Regions from separate parts of the Mus musculus genome. Here region 2 is linked to region 1. Evidence: chromatin contacts called from public Hi-C data. All regions are on one chromosome and are shown on one strand. The core of a region is the stretch at or near the end of the contact, and the rest is flanking DNA. Distances in the headings are between cores, read along the strand shown.

Evidence for each region. Hi-C and Micro-C count contacts between places; a contact is called where the count stands out from the background.
Region 2: a contact with region 1 is called in a Hi-C map of uterus, with 3 times the contacts expected there. The contact joins two enhancer-like sites. A contact is called at or near these places in 3 of 484 Hi-C or Micro-C datasets (adipose-derived mesenchymal stem cells and uterus).

What each region holds. Positions count from the first base shown.
Region 1 is chr9:116,843,790-116,849,085 of GRCm38.p6, reverse strand. The region is part of intron 4 of Rbms3 (RNA binding motif, single stranded interacting protein); the gene reads left to right. Among named protein-coding and RNA genes, the nearest start is that of Gm39449, 320 kb to the right of the region's middle. Within about 2 kb of position 1,510, at least 37 of the 459 cell types and tissues checked have an H3K27ac peak or open chromatin away from gene starts, as enhancers often do. A contact at or near this core is called in uterus, where this site is marked.
Region 2 is chr9:117,159,961-117,165,394 of GRCm38.p6, reverse strand. All of the region lies in intron 1 of Rbms3 (RNA binding motif, single stranded interacting protein), which reads left to right. Among named protein-coding and RNA genes, the nearest start is that of Gm39452, 32 kb to the left of the region's middle. Within about 2 kb of position 4,079, at least 8 of the 459 cell types and tissues checked have an H3K27ac peak or open chromatin away from gene starts, as enhancers often do. A contact at or near this core is called in uterus, where this site is marked.

The DNA of each region.
Region 1 (5,296 bases), core at 261-2,760:
TGCAGTGGCTCAGAGTTCATTCCCCAGAACCTACATGGGGGTTCACCACTCACTTGTTGTAACTTCAGCTCCAGGAGAATGAATGCCCTCTTGTGGACTCCATAAGCACTTCACTCGTGCACACACATGCACACACTCCACACATGTATACACATATTTTAAAATAAAGCAAAATCTTTTCTTTAAAGAAGGAAAAGGAATCCACAACACAAAGGTGGGAAACAAAGTCCCAACTCCCTCTGGTGAGTTTCCTTGACAATCTTAATTATCAGGTCATGCCTCTCAACATTAAAAACAAACCCACCAGAACAAAGAAGCAAAGCTAAGGCTGAGTCTCAAGCATCCTTCTTGAGGGATGTACGTCATCAAGCCTCTGCAGCTTCCCTTCCCTGTTTTATTATGGAGTGCTCTCTGCTATACCTGTGAAAATGGTCAACTTCCAATTTATTTTTCATTACAGTCAAGCTGTGATAGCGTGCACCGTGGAAATCTATCCCCTCATCAGAAGGTACCTGAGGACCTACTCTGTGTTAACCGTTGCTGTATAAACTCAGGATGAGCTAGTAAAGAAAGAAGACGCTGTGTCTGTGTTCGTGATGTTCATTTTCTTGTGGTGAAAGAGGCAAGCAATCCGAATTCTCTGAGCCAAGCCATTATCATCTGTTTAATAGAATTAATCCACGAGCCATAAACATTCTTAACCCGATGACATTCTGGAACGAGAAGAATTTCCTGCCTCTCATGGATATTGTTCTTCTATCAATGCCATGGAAACATTAAGATGCTCTGGTAAAATGATGTGTCGATATAAAAAAGTAAAGTTTGAGACATGCTTCTGCTAAGGGACATGACCTAAAACTTTCCATGCTTATAAAAAGCGGCGACTCTGTTTCTGATGAAGATAGATAGAGTGCCTTTCTCTCTCTGCTTTCTAATCATTTTCCCTAAACTGGCATACTTCACCCTGTGTCACCCACTTGATGCAGTGATAAACAGAACCCAGGACATTTTAAGTCCAAGTTTTTCTGTAACTTTCCCAAGCACTAGGTGGTTTCTTTCAGTGCAGTAACTGCGGTGACAGCCGTTTCTGCCATCATCAAACCCCAGATGTAACCTGACCCAGAGCTTAACATCACCCTGTTTATTGGGGCTGGATTTGATTTGTGACCTTGTGTTTACAAATTTGACATGTGATTTTGGCCTACTGTCGAGTACAGCCCTTCATCTGGTCCTAGAAATGATCTTTTTCCTCATTTTTTGGCTCATTGAGCTGTTCTGACTACGTTTGGAAGGGGAGTTTCAGTGTTTTGCGTCTGTGTGCTTGGCTGGAGTGTAGACAGTTTGACCATGGTCCTAGTCTCTAAGGAACTTGGAACATGGCCCAAGAGGTTGCTTGATGTACACAAGCATAATAACTTGGATCGGAAGGGACTACAGAGGCCACCTACACCCTACACCAACAGATGCAGGAACTCCAGTGCCAAGAGGGGTCAAGCAGCTAACTCAAGATCTTGGAATGAACTGATGGCAGAGGCTGGGCCAGGGTCCAGGTCTCTTCCCAGGGTCGCTGTCTTCCCATGACCACAGCCTCTCTCTAATCTTTGGCACACCCTCATCTTAACCTAATAAATAGGATGGATGGTCTTAAACTTTGGACAAGGTCAGTCATCATGGGAATTAGCTAGTAACTATTGCCTTTTGTGGTTAGAGCAAACATCTGGCCAGAGACTAGGGCCTGAGGAGAGGAAAATAATGATGCAAAGCAAGAACATAACTGAGCAATGCAGAAGTGAATATTGGCAAAATCACTAAAGGGACTAAAGAGCCAACTGATGGAACTGTTCCTATATCTTTGGGTGGCTTGTAAGCAACTGGTCTCTTGGGTGAGCATTTTATGGTTACTTGTGTGTGTGTGTGTGTGTTCCAAGAAGAAAGACCACAACTTAAAAGGCCAGAAAACTTTCCATCATTTGTATTCTTATTTATTACCTAAAGGAAAGGGGTGTTGTCAGGGTTTGCAGAAAGAGTGTTCATACCACCCTTACTCATGATGAGTAAGGTGCTAGCCTGACTGGGGTGAAGGATGTCCAGGCAGCTGGCAAAGCATTCTTGAGGTGCTTGTGTCTGAGGGTGTTTCTCAAAGGTGCCCAGACTGGGGTTGGTAGACTGAGGCACAAAGCTCCACCCTAGCTGATGTAGGCAGATCTCATCAATGTTCTAAGGAGCTGAAGAGGACAAACAGTAGAGCAGAGAGTAATTGGCTCCTCACCTGTAGCTGCTGAGGTAGTTATCTTCTCTCCTAGCCTTGGATATGAAGGGCTCGGATCTCAGACTCTGAGATTTAACTCCCAGGATCTCTGTCTTTTATCCTAAAACAGGATTATACCATTGCTCTTTCTGGGTTTCCAGATTGCAGCCAGTACATGGGGAGACTCTGCCTCTGTGGCTTTAAGAGTTTAATCTCAAAGTAAACCCAGTTTGCAGGTATATAATTATACCTCTCTCTACATAAGCTCTGTATCAATCTAGCCATCTCTGTCTGTTCATTTGCATATGTTCTTTGGGTTTTGTTTCTCTGGAGAATCCTGACCAGTGCTTTCTCTCTAAGGCTGTGACTCTGCTCATATTAATACTTTATGACTTTGGCAATGATCGACTGCTGATGTAGATATCTAGGGATTGAGGCATGGCTTAGTTGGTAGAGTGTCTGCAGGGTTCAATCCCTGGCACTCATAGATTGACCTGGTGATGATCCTAGGACTTGGGAGGTTGGATACAAGAATCAAGAATTCTAGAGCAGCCTCAGCTACATAATGACGGAAGTCAGCAGGCCTATATGGGACCTATATAAACAAACAACAACAGCAACTGTGTGTGTGTGTTTGTATGTGTGTGCGTGTGTCTTCTGGTTGTTTTATTTATGAGTAAATCATGTCCCTACACTATTTTTCTCTCTCCCCATCTACCATCATAATATCATCATTTTCCACTTACTAAAACTTTCATTTTGAATCATTTTTAATAACATCAAATTTATGGAGTCATATTAAATTAAAATTTCTCCTTGTGTGAAATATTTAATTTCAATTTTATGTCAAATACTTTGATAGCAGAAGTCCAAAAGGTACATGAAAATTATTAATTTCTCTGTCTTCTATGTCCTGAAGATACTGGGTTTTCTGCAGCTTAGCTCATAGTCCATGTACTAGTATGTTCTAACTTAATTCTGTCCTGGAAAATTATATTTATGGGTACCGTGGTAAATCAAGAATTTATAATCATTATATATTATATAACTTGCTTTGGACTTTAAGTGTATCTATGAGTACCCCTACACTCCTAATCTATGACCTCTAAGAAGGAAGCAGTAGTAGCCTTTCTTGGCAAGGTCTCTCATAGCATTGCTCTAACTCCTCTGGAAGCTTGGGAGGATTTCTGAGGCTCCTTGGCCATGGGACTTCTCAGGGGCGGAACAGGAATTCATAGGAGCGGATACTTGACACTTTGTTTCCTTCTGTATCCACCACACACTTTGTCTTTACTCTTACGCATCTGTAAATCATGAAATGTGTGTGTCTGTGATGAATACAGTCTCTGGTCTTCTAGTCCTTTCCAGCCCTGAGTTAGTTAGAAATGTAAATTATCAATGATGGCCATTAAGGGGATAAGGATGGAAGCTGGAGAGATGGGTCTGGGTTTAAGAGCCCCTGCTGCTCTTGGAAAGGATCTGAGTTCGGTTCCCAGCACTTACATCAGGCAGCTCATGGCCACCTGTGACTGCAGCTCCAGATCCAGTGCCCTCTGACCAAATCTGACCTCTGAACCTGCACTTGTACACACACACACACACACACACACACACACACACAGAATTAAAATAAAGTAGCTTAAAAACTATTTTAAGATGAAAATGTCGCTACAGCCTGAGATCATTTTTACTGGAATGTTATCTTTTAAGTCAGAATTATAGGTTACTGGTTTCTAGGAATCGTATACCATTTCTGCAACAGTTACCTCAGCTCTTCAGCACACATGGGAGGCAGCTGTTTTATTCATCATGACTGTGCACAGATGCAGGGTGTGAACTCACCCCTACTCACCTCTGCGATGTAACGTTTATACTTGGTGCTCAGCATGGAGTGTAAGAAGCAGAAAAGATGAGTTAGCTGGTGGCAAATTGATAGTAGTGACCTGTTTAAATCTCTTCAGGATGCTCTTTGGCTCTTCTGGGGTTTGCTGCGTGCATTTTTTCCCCTTGGGTGAAAATAACGAATTCACAAGTGCACGGGGTCAAGTGCACGGGGTCATTGAGGCTTCATGGAGGTGCCACAGGTCATGATCAGTTGGATTTGTGTGAGGGGTGGACGCCACAGACACCTCACAGATGACAGGTGGCCTTGTTTACATGTTTATATGAATTGACACTTGCCTCATTGTCTTCTGTATAGGGGTACAAGATGCTGATGTGTTTCATTTCTCCTTTTTAAATGATAAAAATGTAAGATCAATACTAATACAAAACATCTCACTTGACTTCTGTTAATCTCTCCTGAGAGACAAGACAAACCCAATTTTCATCTGTAAAATTTTCTGCATCTCATCAAATATGTACATGCATCCAAGCCTATAGATGACTGTATAGTACACATCTATGCTAAACACGCTCTGAGACCACATTAGTCAGCAACCTCCTTCCCAAGCAACCTCCGACTGGAGGACTTGAGTGTGTTGTGTTTATTTCAGAAGTGATGCTAGAATGTATGAATAAAGGAGAGGCTGGGTGAAATGACATGGACAGAGATGGAGAGGTCCTGAAGAGAATGTGTGATTAAAGACAGACTCTCTGAGTCTCCCCTGGAAAGCTCTGAGGGACCACAGCCACATTCCAGGTGACAAAATGGGACAGTCCTTGTTCAACTGTCATACTACATTGCTGGGAGAATGACCCTTGGGTATTAAGTCATTGCAAGTTTGGTTGTATGTACATGGCTGAGCGATGTTCTGTAGTGCTGAGGAAAACAGCACAGATTGACCCTCAGCAGAGATCTGATTTGAACTGACAGCCACAGTTGAAATCTGATGGACCCCAGCTATGTGTGATGTAGCAGGAGCATAGACGCTATCCAGACCCATCACGCATGCTGGTCTTCAGCCAGCTGCCGCCACCACCATCTTCACTATCACCACCAGCACCAGCAGCAGTACCACCACCACCACCTCCACCACCACCACCATTACCTTTACCACCACCACAACCTTCCCCACCACCATCTCCACCACTGTCTCCACCACCACC
Region 2 (5,434 bases), core at 2,830-5,329, 310 kb before region 1:
TGATGACACACGGGAAAATTAAAACAGAACAGGACTCCGTGTGTGTGTGTGTGTGTGTGTGTGTGTGTGTGTGTGTGCATGTGTGTTTGTGTATATGTTAAGGGGGAATCAGGGCTAGTCCAGGGCAGTGTGTGCAGAAATCACATCTGAGTCAACTCCAGTTGTCTACTCTTTCTGGAAGTCATCCGCCACTTCCTGACTCTCATAACCTTTCTACCTTATCTTCCTCATAGATCCAGGGCTTTGAGGCAGAGATGTGTTAAGGGCATCCCAGGGCATCCCATTCAGGGCTGGGCACTGCCAAGTCTCTCACTCTGCAGGAATCAATTTATTTAAAAAAATAAAAGGGGGGGTTCCTTTCTGAGACTAGGCAATAGAATATTCTCCTGTGCCTCATCAAGCATTTTGATGTAGCTAGACCAACAAAAGCCACTAATTCACTTTCCCTCCAGTTAGACTATTACTGATCAGGAAGGCCGCTCGGGGGGGGGGGGGGCTTTATTTTATTATGCTTTCCTGCTCTGTTCTAAGCCAACACATGAAAGGAAATACTGAGTGGAGTGTGTCCAAACGTCTACAGAACAATGCCCAAGATTTCTACCCTGGCGAAAGTAAGTGAACTTTTGCAGTGTATTCTTTTAAAGACCACTTTACACATTGGTCACGTTGAAACCACACTCTTTGCTAGTGTGAAAACTGCCTTGGGAGGGTATTTAAGAGGCCCCAATTTGGATGACTCTCTGTCAGAGCCGAGAAATTTCCACCTGATTGCAGCAGCAGTTAGACACTAGGAGTGAAGGCAGGGAGGTGACTCAGGGTGAGAGTCCTTGCCATGTCTCAAGGGGATGTATGGTGACATTTGAATCCTCAGCACTCAAGTAAATGCTGGACATGGCTGTGTAAGCCAAGAACCCCAGGGCCTGGAGGTGGGGGTGGTGTAGACAGGGAGATACTGGGAGCTTGCTGGCCAGCCAACCTATTTGAAATAGTGAACTTCAAGTGCAGGAGAGATCCTGTCATATGTATGTATGTATATATGTGTGTATACACATACCACACACACACACACACACACACACACACACACACACACACATATATCACAAAAAGTGATAAAGATGCCCAAAGCTCTCCTCCAGCCACCACATGCAGAAGAATGGGCACCTATAGCCAAACAGGTATGCACATGCACACACACAGACACACACACACACACACAGCTCACACAAGTGAGGCTCGAGTCTACAATAGCAGTGATTGACAGAAAAGACACGCAAGGTCTGGGATGTAAGGGTGTTGTGGGTTGGTGGAGCAGGAATCCCCACTGAGTTTGTGCCTGTCACCTGAGAAGATGGACTTGGCCTCGCCAAGATGTGGAAGGCCCACACACAGCAAACACAGTAGATGGGTCTATGTTTATCTTAGCGGGCTGGGGAATGGTTAACACCTCTCATTCCCAGTACCTGGTAGTCCTGTGTGTCCAGGGGCATCTGATGAGTGAATTCACCCTGGGCTTTCACATCTCTGCTTTACAATGAGAGTCTAGGAGCGGCTAGTAAAACCAAAACTATGAAAAGAGTAAACAAACAAAAAACAACTACAAAAAACAAACGACACGACCTTTATGCCCACTTCCCCTTCTCCATGCTGAGATTTTTGTCTGGGTCGAACTTGTGCAGTCTGGGAACAGGGTCCCAGAATGGTGATCATGGGTGCTTTTAGTGGCAGCCATTGCTGTCTCATTCTCTAATTCCAACCCAGGATTTGCAGATAACTGTGCTCAGAAAATAAGTTCTCTCTGACACGTTAATGCCCGGCCCCTCCCCTATGCTCCAACCTAATTAATGGGGAGATTCGGTGCAGGCAGCATCAGGCTTGTGGAAGTCATCATCCCAAAGCCCAAATTCATGATCCTCTGACAAACAGCAGAGAAATGGCCTTGCGGCTTTCCTGCCCTGCATGCGGGGCTGACAGACAGACAAAGCTGACGACAGAGCAGAGTTCTGGGAAGGCTCCAGCTGCCTTAGAGAGCTCTGGCAGCCAGGCTGTCTGCCTTTTCTCCTCTCCTCCTCCCTCTCTCAGACTCGAGGGTGACCTAATAGGTTTTACCAGAGGAGAGGATGGAGTGGGGGTGGGGTGTGGAGAAAGAGGCCTTGATCTGCCCTTCAGGCTAAGGGCTTGTTATTGTTACCATTGTCCATGGGACACAATGGGGGTTCAGCGGGGATCCCAAGCAAGATGCTTGTTCTCAGTAGACAAAGCAAAGTGTCTACTCTTAAAGGTTTCTCGGGGAGGGGACTACATTCTGTTCACTGCGCACCTTCAGGAAGTAGGTTCAGTTACGGTGAGCCTGGTGCTATGTGACCTCAGTCATATTGACCCTGAATCTCAGGTGGTGATGGGTGGCTGAGAGAGATTTGGGAGTGTGCACCACTTAGCTCCCAGCCTTTGGATCATAACATAAAGACTTGAAGGTTTAATGGCAACTGCCTCTTGATTTCACTTGGGTTATTCTATGTCTATGAGTATGAGTCCATGAGTCTGTTTGAGAAACACGAACTATCCCGTATTCCATGGCCTAAGATTTATGTAAGCAAACTGTCCTTAGGCCATCACCTTGGTGCACTGGCCCTTGTGGTCTGCATAGGAAGTATTCACATGACCATGTGGTAAAGCCAGAAGTTCAGGATCACAACTGATTACATAGAGTTGGAGGTCAACCTGGACTTTAGGAGATCTATCTGAGAGAGAGAGAGAGAGAGAGAGAGAGAGAGAGGAGAGAGAGAGAGAGAGAGAGAGAGAGAGAGAGAGAGATTGAGAGAGAGAGAGAGATTGAGAGAGAGAGAGATTGAGAGAGAGAGAGAGATTGAGAGAGAGATTGAGAGAGAGAGAGAGAGAGAGAGAGAGAGAGAGAGAGAGAGAGAGCAAAGGCAGAAGATAGGTAGGATTAATTACAGGTCAAGGGAACTCCCCCAAGGATGACAGTGGGCAATGTCCAAAGGATCAGTCACTGTGGCGACCCACATTTTGAGCCAGCTTTATCCTGTTTGTAAAGTCTCTAGAGTAGATGATGGATGATTGACAGATCACTTGTATTAACTCTTCCTGTGAAAAGTCAATGGCCCGTCCTTGCTCTCTACTCGAAAACCCCCAGCTGAGCAGTGATTGCAGGAGTTCTAATCAACTTAGAATGTCATGTCTTCACTTAGGACCAGCAATAGGACTCAAACCCTGTCCTTTTGACAAGCAAATGAAGTCCTTCAGTGTCACATACTGGTGTTCTGAGCTATGTGAGACCTGGGCTCAAGATGCTCATCAAGGCTGCCAATATCTAACCTTTCAGATGTGTTTATGCTGGAGACACATGTGTGTATGGAGACACACACATGTATGGAGGTCGGAAAACGACTCACAGGAGTCGGGAATCACATGCATCAGGTCCAGGGATTGAACTCAGGGCCTCAGGCTGGCTACCAGGTTGGCAGGTACCTTTGGTCTCTAAGCCGTTGTGTTGGCCCAAATCTGATAATATCGAATTAGCTACTTAACAATGGTAGAAAATGCCATTTAATCTGGACATCTCTCTTCTGTGTTTGTTCTAGAACAACTGGGGTTTCCTCTCTTTTGGTAAACATACAGCTTGTATTGATCTGTTGGACTTTAAATCTCTGCTGTAGTCTTCCTGGGATGCAGTCTCACCCGTCCTCCAGATTGTTGTGCCAGGATTTTAGGACACATCCTGGTGGTGTGATACAACCCTCCACCCCCCGTGCTTCCCCTTCTCTGACTCCTGCATCACAGTGTCTAATAAATCAGTGTGGGGGTGTGACAACCAAAGGTTCTTTTCTGTTCCTTTGTTAAATCAACAAGAAGGCTTGAGCCTTGCTTCAAGATGTGCAATAATTTATACTATTAGTGTGGATTGTTTCCATTTTTTTCTAGAAATAATAAATGACCCAGTGAATAGCGTTTGGCCAGAGGCCCATGAAAAACAACCCATAGGGTATGGATTTGCTCAATGGTATTTACAAGAAGTTGATTGGAATCCAGCCTGGGCTGGAGCTGGGAGAGTGCCGTTTACTGGCGGCCGTTTGAAGTTGGACTGTGTGGCAGAGGGTAGAAAGGCTCAGAGAAGGAAGCATCTCCAGCTATGGGGGGGGGGGGCTGACATTTTGCAGGATAGCTATAAACATGGCTGAATGTCAGGATGGTGGACACTAGGTTCGCGATTCTGTGTTTTATGTTTCTTTTCTTCAGCCTCCTGGCAACGAGCTGGGTCAGCATGCCCAAGATGTCAGGCTTTTAAAATCAAATTTTAAATTAAGAGAGAGGTAGTTCTCTAAAGGGTTGTGCCTATGTGCCCACATCTGTATTCCCCCTCCCCACCCAAGAATGTACCAACATGCCTAGGGGTTGGGAGATTCATAGGCCTTTCTTGGATGGCCAGGGAGAAGGCAGGCAGGCCAAAGGGAGCTACAAGTGACACATTTAAATAGCTCCTTTTTTTGCAATGGAAAGAGAGATGGATTGGTTTCCAAAGGACTGGAGCAATCCCTGTGAAGCTTGCTCTTGATGGGCCAGGTTAGTTCATTCATTACAGTGAATCTGACTTACATCCCTACAGTTATGTTGAAGACACCCAGACATGTGCACAGTTTGCTAAGTCAGAAATGTGACCATTGTCTCTGAGAGCAAACAGCAGGCACGCAGAACCATATAGAACATGTGACATTATTGTTTGTGTGAATAAATATGTGTGGAAATGGGGCACTGTTACACCTATGGGAGGCAGGTGCTACCATAAGCAAGTGTGGTTTCTGAAGTTGAAGGAAGACATTGCTGGTGATCTGGTTTTTGCAGGGAAGCCTGCAGAGAGTTCAAAGTGATGCTATCAGGAGGAGAAAGTTAAGCCAGACACTCGATCACCCCAGAACTTGGAAGGGCTGATGGTGTACCAGACCGTTCCGCATACAAAATGAATTAAAACAGTTTTCATCTTGCCATATCTCTTTCACCATTAGAAGATTCATTCATTCTTGTGTGCATGTATGTATGCATCCACTTATGCAAAAAGTCATTTGTTCCTTGAACACTTTTTTTTTTTTTTTTGAGTATAGAATAGAGTTTATTCAGGGCATGAGAATGGGAGTTGAGAGGCTAGCAGAGAAAGTAGAGAAGTAGAGGCCAGCCATGAGCACGTGGAGAGAGATGGGGGAAGGGAATAGAGAGAGTCCTTGAACACTTTTAAAGTAATAAAGATGCTTTTGTGTTTCTTTAGGTGGGTGGAATTCAAAGACTATTGTTTTATATAAAAGAAAAATGGACAGAGACTAAGAAAATGCCCAGTTAAGGAGAGGGGGACCACAGAGGCACACAGAAGTTTTGGGTGTTTCAATTGACTATAGGTGGTATGTACATATAATTCAATTAAAGT